Regions from separate parts of the Sus scrofa genome. Here region 2 is linked to region 1. A link is a contact called in public Hi-C data. All regions are on one chromosome and are shown on one strand. The core of a region is the stretch at or near the end of the contact, and the rest is flanking DNA. Distances in the headings are between cores, read along the strand shown. Region 1 holds the start of ITGB5 (integrin subunit beta 5). Region 2 overlaps ITGB5 (integrin subunit beta 5).

Region 1 (4,952 bases), core at 1,601-4,100:
TTTGGTGTTTATCCTTTTGTGTCTTGCTTATTTCACTTAGCATAATGTTTTCAAGGTTCATCTGTGTTGTAATATGTGTCAATATTTCATTCCTTTTTCAGGCTTAATAATATTCCGTGGTACATAGCTATTACATTTAATTTATCCACTCATCTGTTGACGGATGTTTGAGTTGTTTACACCTTTCTGGGATTGTGAATAATGCAGCTAAGAACATTGTTGTGTAACTATCTGTTTGAGGCCTTGCTTTCAGTTCTTTTGGGAGTAGGGAGCTGGCTTTGCTGAATCCTATAGTAATGCTATATTTAACTTTTGGAGGAACTAATCTTATTTTAAAACTAATAAGAAACACAAAATTCCTCTGGGTTAGCTGTGTTCAAACCTTGGAACTCAAACTCAATACACCCAGCAGCCTCCTTTGGGTCCAGAAGCTCAGCCAATGATCAGAACTGGGAAGTTCTGGAGGCAGCCACAAAGAAAACGGTACCAGTGGCTGTGGGAAGTATAGCCTTGTCTCCCTTCTGAGGGGGGCTCTCAGGCACGCTGACTTTGCTGATCAGAGGAAGCCAAAGCATTTGGAGGACATTTCCACTCTCCAGCTTAAAAGGATGAAGGGTGACTGGACAAGAAATAGCCACAAACCAGAAAACGAAAGCTTGGAAGGAATTAGAAGAGGCATCTATCTCTAAACCAGTTCTGAGATAATGGATTGTGGAAGAATGATGTCATCACTTGGGATTCAGCGGTTTATGGCAGGTCTGGGCAGGTTGGGAATCACCTGATGGGACAGGAGGATGATTTGGCTGCAGCACTTTCCAGGTGCAGTCCCGGGAAACAGGGGTGTGTGTGTGAAGTCTGAACAGTGAAGCACCATGTTGGGGTGGGGAGGATGGTACACAGATCAGATACCACAGGGCCTTAACTTAGAGGATGCTTTATAAATGCAAGTTTTTATAGTATTGATCAATGCAGTATTTACTCACTTTCTGCAACTTAACATTCTGTCCATCTAATTGATCCATCACATCCTCACTGGACAAATCTTTTAAAATCACCACTTGGCACTGACACCTCCTCAGTTCAAACTCTTTCACTGGCTGCCCATTATTTATAATCATTGCCTCTCAAAAAAAGAGTAGCCCCCAGGCCACCCTGCTGAGGCAGAAAGACCCAAGATAAACTAGGGGGAGCCTCTGCAGCACCACACTTACTGGAAAATGGGGACAAACATGACTCTTACATCAGGATAAACATGGGAGATATTTAGAGTATGATGATATCTGCATGCAGTTTAAGGATGAAATACTGGCCTTCAAGTGGAATTTGGAGCTTGGCCTCTGTGCACTCTATGCCACAGGAATAAGTTTACTTTCTCTGGCATCAGGGCACCATCTTGGGAAAGTTTGGGGTGGGAGAGCACAATTAAACCCCAAATTCCCTAATCTGGGCAGTTAGAACTTTCCCCTGCCTGTCCCCTGGGAGCCGTCTATCCAACTGGTGCCTGACCTGTAAAGGTCAGATTCCTTTGTTCCTTCTTCTGTTTTCAGTCAAGGCATTTTGAACTTTTGGAAAATGTACTTCTTCTGGCAATTAACCCCTATGTGTCTCAGTTTTCTCATCTGGATAACAGCAGGGTTGTGGGGAGGATTGCAGGAGTTAACACGGTATTTACATTTCAGTGCCTGGCTAGCACAGTGCTCTCTGCACGTGTTAGGCATCCCATTATTTCCTTCTATACGCAGGCGGCCTCTTCTCCTTTTGCCTATAAATCATTCCAGTCTCAATCCATTCGTCATGGCCCAACCTAAGCCCACCTAGTACTTTGCAGGTGTTGTTGGGGGTGGGGGGTGGAGATAGATAAGCTCCCCACTCCCACCCCTCACTTTACAGCTCAGCTGTAAGGATAAGGTAAAAGCCAAAGCATCTGGTTTTTTAATTTAACAGCAGTTTGGCTTCAAGGAAACCTCCGGTGAATCGAGATAAGGGAAACACAAACTAGCGACATATTGGCCCGTCTCCAATCCGAGAACGGGGCAAAACTTTAATGAGGGGAAAGTGTGTTGTATGAGTGCCTCCACGCCCCATGCGCCTTCTCTTCCCCACCGAAGGCGTCGCCTCGCCGTGACAAGCCCGGCTCTGGGAGGGCGACACCGCCTTAGGACGATTTCCCCAGACCCGCTCTCCCTGCTGAAGTTCACCAACTCCAAGCAACCTCCGCCAGCCTGCGGAGCCGGCTCCGCCCCCTTCCCGTAGCCTCCAGTTGCTACCAAAGCTCCGCCGAAACCCACCTCGCGATTTCGGCCCCCGCCCCCGCCCCCAGGTGCGCTGGAAGCAGCTCCCACCTGGACGCCCTCGGCCTCCAATCTCGGGCCGGTCCCCGCGCGGGGCGGAGCTCGCGCAGCCCCGCCTCGCCGTAAACTGACCGAGTGGCAGTCGGGCGGGGGCCGGGAAGGGGAGAGAAGGGGAGGAGAAAGGAGAGGAGGAAAGTGGACCCCAGCGGGCCTGAGGGAGGAAGGGAAGGGGCGGAGGCGACGGGCAGAGTGTGCCGGCGCGCAGGGGAGCTTCAGCGCGGGGCGCGTCCCGGAGCCAGAGTCGCCGCCGTAGCGCAGAGCCTGCCGATCCGCCTGCCCAGAGCCGCCCTCCGGGGCCGTCCCGAGCGGCGACACCCCGGGCGTCCCGGCCGGCGAGCCGGCGCAGCGGCGGCTCTGGGACTGGGCGGCGAGAGCGCTGCGGGAGGGATGGTGGCGGCAGGGCGCGGGCCAGCTCAGCTGCCCCCGCCTCCCACTCGGCCGCGGCCCCCGGCCCTCCGCCCCCGCGCCCCGGCCCCCGCCGCACGCCGCCGCTGAGCCGGGAGCCCCACCATGCCGCGTTCCCCCGCGCCCCTGTACGCCTGCCTCTTCGGGCTCTGCGCGCTCGTGCCCCGGCTCCCAGGTAAGCCGCGCCGCCCGCCGTGCCGAAGGAAACTTTGTGGCGCAGCCAGCCGCCCGCGGGCGTCTCGGAGGTTCCGAGGCCGGGGCTGTTGTCTGAAAGTAGAGGCGTCCCCAGGGCACTCCTTGGTGGCTAGCCGCCGGGGACGGCCGGGTGGACGGCTCCCGAACTGCGTGAGCCACCGCGCGCGGGGTCCGCCGCAGCCCCTGAGGGCAGTCGTTCGGCCTCCAGCCCCCTCCCGGGCAAGGAGGAGCCTTCCTGTGTAAACAGCCCTGCCCGTCTGCTGACCCAGCCTGCGTGCGCCCGCGCCCAGTGCGCGGGGAGGGCCGCCGCCTGCCGCCCCGCGTCGGGATCCGGGCTCTGCACTCCCTGGCACAAAGCGGCCCTTGTGGCCGGCTCGGGGCGGCCCGGGTGCAGGGAGGCGCCAAGTGATGCCCCGGTGCCCTGGTCCCTGGAGAATCGAAGGGCACCTGGAGGCGCGTGACTTGGAGTCTTCTCTGAAGCCAAAGCGTGGGGCCACGGCTTCTCCTGAGGGTTCGTCTCCTGGAGGTGCCGGTGCCCCTTAGCGGATTCTAGAGTTTCACCGCTCCTAGGCCGGCCGCCTTCCTGTGAAGATATACCCCCCCTTCCCCCAAGCCGTTGCACACCCGAGGGGGAGACCTGGGCCCCAAACCACATCCCCACCTGGAACATCCAGATCTGACAACTTCTGCCTGGCTGTACCCTGCGGTTTATGAACACTCCGGGCAGCACATTCCCTGATTTTGAAGGATTCTGGAGCAGAGGGCAGCGGGTGTGCAGTTGCCCTCGCAGGGCACTGCCCTGGGCTGGCGGCTGGGTGAGGAGCCCTCAGTTAACCTGCTTTAAGTTTTCGAAGTTGGGAGAGGGCTGGATGTGGCGGGTTGTTGGGAGGCCCCAGAGGGAGGATGCTCTGCTGGGCGCTGGGGCTGCCAGGCAGATGAGCTACCTGCACTCCGTCCCCTCCAAAAGCAGGAAGCTCCAAATTTTCTCGTTTCCTGTAGGAGATAATGGTGTTGAGATGCTTTGTTTACTTGCGAATTCGAGATACTATACGTTGGTCTTGTGAACCAGGTGTCTGACGCTCGAGGGAAGGGGAGGGCTCTTCCCTATGGTGTCTCATTTATGTAAAGGCAGTGGAGGTTTCTCTTTGGGAGGCAGGAAGGGTCTGGGCAAACTAAAACTTTCTTCTGACCCCCAACTCAAACTTATTACTGTAGCAGGTTTCTTTTATCACGCCAGAGCTTGAAGTAGATCAGTGGTTTGCAAACACCATCTGGCAGCCAGTGCCAGATCACTGATGTTTTTGTGGGTTCCCAGGGAAATGCAAAGAGGAGGATGTAGCCTGAGTCACATACAGGAGTAGTATATCGTTGCCAACAGTCCCCTGCTTCACATGGACTGGCCTTTAATTTCAAATTATTTCTTTTTATATTTTTGGTGAGAAAACCTCTTTTAGTAATATGTACTGTTAATGAAGGGTAGTTTTCCATTTGGGCAAGAATTAAAAAACCTGGCAGTCCTATAAACATTTTACCTCCTCTTCTTCGTTGCTGTTGTTTTTAAATCTTAATGACCTGTGAAATCCAGAAGTTTGGCAATTGCTGAAGGAGATGCCTTCTTTATTCCCTTACAGCTTGACGTTCTGTGATTCTAATAAAAACTTAAACACTTCCAGTTGCAAGGAATTCTTTCAATACATTATTTTCCATTTGCATTGTGATTTCTGTTTTTCAAAGTTCAAATACATCTTCTTCATGATCTTCATTTTTCCAGCAGGCCCAAGAGGGCGAAGTGATTTGCCCACTGCCCTTGTCCATCAGCCTCATAGCTTTTTGGTCCAGAGCCCTTTGTCCCACATGGTGCAGCTTAGGAAGAGAAAAAAGCATTGAGCCACGGCCATTTAATCCCACCTCTTTCAGTGCTCCTTTCTTCTGCCGCCGTTGCTTAGAGCTCAGCCAGTCCTCGAGCCGTGGAGCAGCAGAGCCGTGGTAGAGCAAGGCTGT
Region 2 (5,539 bases), core at 1,438-3,937, 110 kb after region 1:
CTCCAAGGCCAGAGAAGGATCAGCATCTCTCTGAGGCTGAGGGACAAGACAGCAGTTTGGATTTCCTTTGTGGCTGGAACAAGTTACCGGTGCCTGAGAACGACTCTGGTGTGTTCTCTCAGTTCTGGGGGTCAGTCTTCGAGGTGTCAGCAGCTCACGCTCCCTCTCCCAGGCTCTGGGGAGGCTCCACTCCCTCACCTTTGCTCTCTGGCAGAGCTGCGTTCCTTGCATTCCGTGGCCCCTCCAGGCCTCTCCCTCCATCCTCAAAGAAGGCAGCGCAGCATGCTGCTTCCCTTGTCCCTTGCCACCACCTTCTGGAGTCAGCTCTCCCTTTGCCTTCCTCGTATGTGGACGCGTGGCGTGGCATTGAGGGCCCCCCTGGATAATCCAAGAGAATCTCTTTCTCAAAATCCTTCACTTAATCACATTGCAAAGTCTCTTCTGCCCTGTATGAGGTAACAGTCCTGGTTCTGGGGCCATTATTCACATGACAAGGTAGACAGCAAGAAGCTCTCTGGGGTCCTGGGCCAGTGGCATGACTTGGTCAAGTTCTGGACCAACTTGGAGCAGCACCGGACCCAGCTGGGCCACATGCACTGCCCAGGCCTCTGTGTCTGGCCCAGACAGTCTCCAAGGGCACAGTTAGTATCTTAGTCTGTTGGATTCCCAGTGCCTGGCACATGGCAGGCGCTGGGTTGTTGGTTGTGTCTTCGTGCATGCAGGCAGGCGCTGATGTGCTGTGTGTGTCCCTTTAGGCCATGGCGAGTGTCACTGTGGAGAATGCAAGTGCCACGCAGGTTATATTGGGGACAACTGTAACTGCTCAACAGACATCAGCACATGCCAGGCCAGGGATGGCCAGATCTGCAGCGACCGGGGGCACTGTGTCTGTGGGCAGTGCCAGTGCACGGAGCCAGGGGCCTTTGGGGAGAAGTGTGAGAAATGCCCGACCTGCCCTGACGCCTGCAGCACCAAGAGGTAAAGACCCTCCCCACAGCCCTCTCCACTGCCCCCCACACCCCACCTTCTTCTGCAGACCAGGCCTGACATCCGGCCACCAGCCCTCAGCACCGGCCAGCCTCTCACTCCCCATCTCAGGCACCTTCCCACTCGGCCTTGCTGGAGAGTGAAACTCTTACTAACATTAACTAGAATAGTGTCTTTGAAACACTGGTGTCATGGGGATTTTGTTTAAAAAATAAAAATAAAAAGCGAAACATGGAGTTCCCGTCATGGGAACGAATCCGACTAGGAACCGTGAGGTTGCGGGTTTGATCCCTGGCCTTGCTCAGTGGGGGTTAATGATCCGGCATTGCCGTCAGCTGTGGGTAGGTTGCAGATGCGGCTCGGATCCCACGTTGCTGTGGCTCTGGTGTAGGCTGGTGGCTACAGCTCTGATTTGACCCCTAGCCTGGGAACCTCCATATGCCGTGGGAGCGGCCCAAGAAATGGCAAAAAAAAAAAAAAAAAAAAAAAAGAGCAACAGCAGCAGCAAAACAAGACTCTTACTCTGTTCCTAAGCAAGTTCAGAACCACTGAGTTAAAGGCAGTTAAACTGATTCTGGTACCAACATAGCATCTTCTTGAGCCTTTATTGGGCCACTGCGTATTTCAAAAGGGATTCCCCCCATGCATCTTGTTTTCCAAATGAATTTGCTTCCTGCCCTCCCCCACCATTAACATCTCCCAACATGGTTTCACAAGCCACTCACATGGGAAAGGCTGCTTTAAACAAACCATAGTCAGAAGGTAAATTGGATGGGAGGGCACCCGACCTAGATAAGGCATGCCAGGAACCAACTGCAGTGGCTTTTGAATTTTCTGCTCCATTTGTACAGATAATGGAGCGGGTCTCTGTGCCGCTGCTGAATGCAGAGCTTGTCCAGACGCAGGCTCCAGGCCTTCCCCGACTCAGCCATGGGGTCACGTTCCCCTGTGGACCTCCCCACAGCTCTGCCAGTCTGCCTGGGTGTGCATGAGAGGAGGGCATTGAAGACATCCAGGAGTGATGTCCTCGGAAAGCAAGAGTGACAGTTTCTGTTGAATTCCGCCAAAAAAGCAGCTGTGCCGTCACCATCCGAGCACGAAGGGGCCAGGAGGGAGGGGCACAGATAACTAGAAACAAATAATAATACAGACGTTGTTTCCCTTTGGCTGGGAGACACAAATGTGCAATTTTTTTGGCAGATGGCCCTTCCAAATGCCTGGCTCGGGTTCATAATGAGAGGAGTCTGTACTCCCTGAGCTGCCGCGGCTGCCGGTCAATCCATACTCAGAGATGCTCTGGGCGGCAGAACCCCTGGTTGGACATCGGCCACAATAATCCAGCCGTGGGTAATTGAAAGCTGGCTGCAGATGGAGAGACAAGATAGACAGGGCCAGATTTTACTTTGTGTGATTAGAAGAGGCCAGGCAGGGTAAGGGAGAGGGAACACAGAGTCTCTGTAGACCTGCTAAGAGCAGAGAAACAACAGAAGTCCAAATAGAAGCCACCCAGCGGAGGAGCGGAGGATCCTGGATCTGGAGCCCACAGAGCAGTGGAATCACATCTGAGCCTGGACTCACAGCCAGTTAATGCCTGAGGGAGGTGCCATCCCCACAGCTCGCAGCCGCAGAACCCTTCAGAGTATAGGCTCCAGTCCTTGGGGTAGAGGAAGTTGATGCGGGGTGGAGGGCAAGCTAGGACAACACACATGGAACTAATAAAAGCTGATAAAGCCCGTTGCTTCCCTTCCTCTGGCGCACAAGGCGGTAGAGGACTGGCTTGGGTCAGTTAAAAGGCCCCGGAGGAGATAGCCTTCCCCTTAAATGTTTAAAGCGTTCATTTGCTAGAGACGTGGACTGGGTGATTTGGTATCCATTAAGCAATTCCAGAGGAGCAAGGAGCAGAGAGACGCGGTAAATGAACCTCCTTACTCCCTCTTGTGTCCGAGCCACACTGACCCTCTGTCTCATTTACCGCCTCATTGTAATTTTTTTTTTAAGCAAAGTCTTTTTGATAGTGCCTTATGTCAAGCTGTTTCTATTTGCTGCTTTGCTGAGACCCACCAGGTTTGGAATGTCTCCTGTCCATTTTGGGGTTTTTTTTTTGGCCACACCTTTGGCATGTGGAAGTTTCCAGACCAGGGATTGAAGTCATGTCACAGCAGTGACCCACACTGCTGCAGTGACCATGCCGGATCCTTAACCTGTTGCACCACAAGGGAACTCCCTTTCTGTCCGTTTTTCCTCTGAGGTTTGAGAGCAGCCAATCTGTCCTTTCTCGAACTAACCAAACATACCCTTCACCTTGGGTGAGTTCATGTTCAGCCTCAGCTGATTTCAATTAACAGGCTCCCTGAGCAAAGTCTGTCTCAGCAACCTGTTTGTTTAAAGGCCAGGCTTATTTTAATACATGAGCACAACATATCACAAGTTTCAACCGAGTACGTGGAGCACACAGGTTAAACTGATAATGTCTGCACGGATGATCAGGGCATGTTCCCTGGAAGCGGCCTTGTGGTTTCATGACAACAGGGGGCGCAGATGGAGGGCAAGGTGAATCGGAGCAGAGACTGGCAGCAGCCAGCTTTCTTTGCAATGTGTTAATCCCTGGTGGTGGTGGCGGGGCAGCAGATCAGCATGAATAAGCAGAGCTGGAGCCACTCCTTCCTGGTCCCTAGCCAGGTCGCAGTTCCCTGCCCACTGGGGCTGTGGCCTCGGGAGAAATGCAAAAACTACCACCTTGTTTGTAACCGCAAGATGTTTCCGTGAAAGCCTTCCCAGGAGAGTGGGATTTTGTGGCCAATTCTGGGATAGTTGAATTCTTAAGCATATTATTTTTTAATTTATTTTTATGTATTTATCTTTAGGGCCACACCTGTGGCATATGGAGGTTCCCAGGCTAGGGGTCAAATCGGAGCTACAGCTGCCAGCCTGTGCCACAGCCACAGCAACACCAGAGCCGAGCCGTATCTTCAGCCTACATACACCACAGCTCACAGCAACGCTGGATCCTTAACCCACTGAGCGAGGCCAGGGATCGAACCCATGTCCTCATGGATACTAGTCGGGTTTGTTACCACTGAGCCACAACAGAAACTCTGAATTCTTAAGCATGTTACAAGCCCGGTAAGACGGTTTTGTACTTTCTTTCCACCATCTGCTCGTTCTTTGCTCCTTTGTGGTCAGAAAGTGGAGCAAGGCCTCGGGAGGGACTTGTCTGAGAGGCAGGGCACCTGGGTGCTGGACCCCACTACCATTGATTTCTCATGTCCCTTGCCTGTACAAGAAGAGCGACTTAATACAAGGCTCCCAGCTCCCTCCAGGCCTGACGCACCACTGCACGGTTTCTGCCCCAGACATGCAGTAGCTGGTCTCCTTGTCCCGAGGGGCTTAAACATGATCATAATGAAGGTGATGCCTGGCGGTTGTATATCCCTCCCTGTTTTTGCCAGAGAGCTTTCCAGACACACAGCTCCCTTGGCCGCCGCAGGCCTGGGGGGTAGGGAGGGCGGCTGTCCCCCACTTGGCCAAGGCTCTGTGAGGCCACCTGCCACCCTCTGGTGCCAGGGCACCGCTGCAGGGAGGTGGCGGCCCTCCCAGCATGCTTGGCTCTTGCTTCCCTTGCCCTGTTTTCCCAAGGAGGCCCTGTTTTGGGGGTTCTCACCCTCCTTGTGGGCCACCGGGCACTATCATCTCGCAAAGTCCCTGCAAGGCCACTGTCAGCAGGTTGTTCTGTTCCAGCCCACTTCTCCCTGGAGTTGAGTCCCCACCATCCCATTTATGCTCCCACAGCCCCAAAGTCCCCCAGAGGGGTCAGGACCCTCTCTCCCTCCACAGAAACTTTACAGACCCTTCGAGCTTAGCTCCTTTGCTGGAGCTCTGTCTGGGAGGGGGAAGGGGGCGAGGGCCTGGGAGTCTCTAGGATAGTGGTTCCCGCTGGCCCTCCCCTTTAATCAGATGCCCCGGGAGCCCAGGGTCTGGCCCTGGAGATAGGAGTCCATGGGTGTGGCTGGACCCAGGCGGCAATACTTTTGTCTTGAAAGCCCATCTAGAGAAGAATGCGCAGGCGGGCAGGGGGGGGTCCTGGGAATTGGGGTCCTGGGGGTGTAAGGACCCCTCTTCGAGGCCGGGAACACTTTTTCAGACTCCTTAGTGAGGCATTTGAGGCTCCAGGGTGCAGACGGGTTTGTCTCCTGATATCAGAATTTCGAAGGTCGCCCATCTGCACCTTGACACGTGGACCAGATATGCCTCTCAACTCATGTTCCTCCAAGAACCCTCGGGCTTCCCTGCATGATAGCAACCGAAAGGGCTGAGCAGAAACAGTCCCTGAAGCCAAACATCTGAAGACGGGAAAGTTAAAGCCTTCAGCGGCCTGCCAGAGGGCTGGGGCTGCGCTCGCTTCCTGGGTGGAGCTGCTGCACGGCATCTGACCCCCACGTTCACGGCCTCTTTCCACAGAGATTGTGTCGAGTGTTTGCTGCTTCACTCCGGAAGCTCAGCTGACAACCAGACCTGCCAAAACCTGTGCAAGGACGAGGTGATCACACGGGTG

The links. Hi-C and Micro-C count contacts between places; a contact is called where the count stands out from the background.
Region 2: a contact with region 1 is called in a Hi-C map of liver, with 4 times the contacts expected there. The contact joins the enhancer-like site here to the promoter of ITGB5 in region 1. A contact is called at or near these places in 5 of 5 promoter capture datasets (fetal liver, fetal skeletal muscle, liver and 1 more), 16 of 47 Hi-C or Micro-C datasets (adipose tissue, alveolar macrophages, brain and 9 more) and 2 of 2 datasets of contacts at active chromatin or transcription factors (alveolar macrophages and skeletal muscle).

What each region holds. Positions count from the first base shown.
Region 1 is chr13:135,465,261-135,470,212 of Sscrofa11.1, forward strand. It overlaps ITGB5 (integrin subunit beta 5), which reads left to right and starts at 2,851. Exons shown (of 15, transcript NM_001246669.1): 1 at 2,851-2,931. The coding sequence starts at 2,862.
Region 2 is chr13:135,576,699-135,582,237 of Sscrofa11.1, forward strand. It overlaps ITGB5 (integrin subunit beta 5), which reads left to right. Exons shown (of 15, transcript NM_001246669.1): 11 at 756-978; 12 at 5,446-5,539. Among named protein-coding and RNA genes, the nearest start is that of UMPS, 71 kb to the right of the region's middle. Within about 2 kb of position 2,688, at least 40 of the 83 cell types and tissues checked have an H3K27ac peak or open chromatin away from gene starts, as enhancers often do. A contact at or near this core is called in adipose tissue, brain, fetal liver and 5 more, where this site is marked.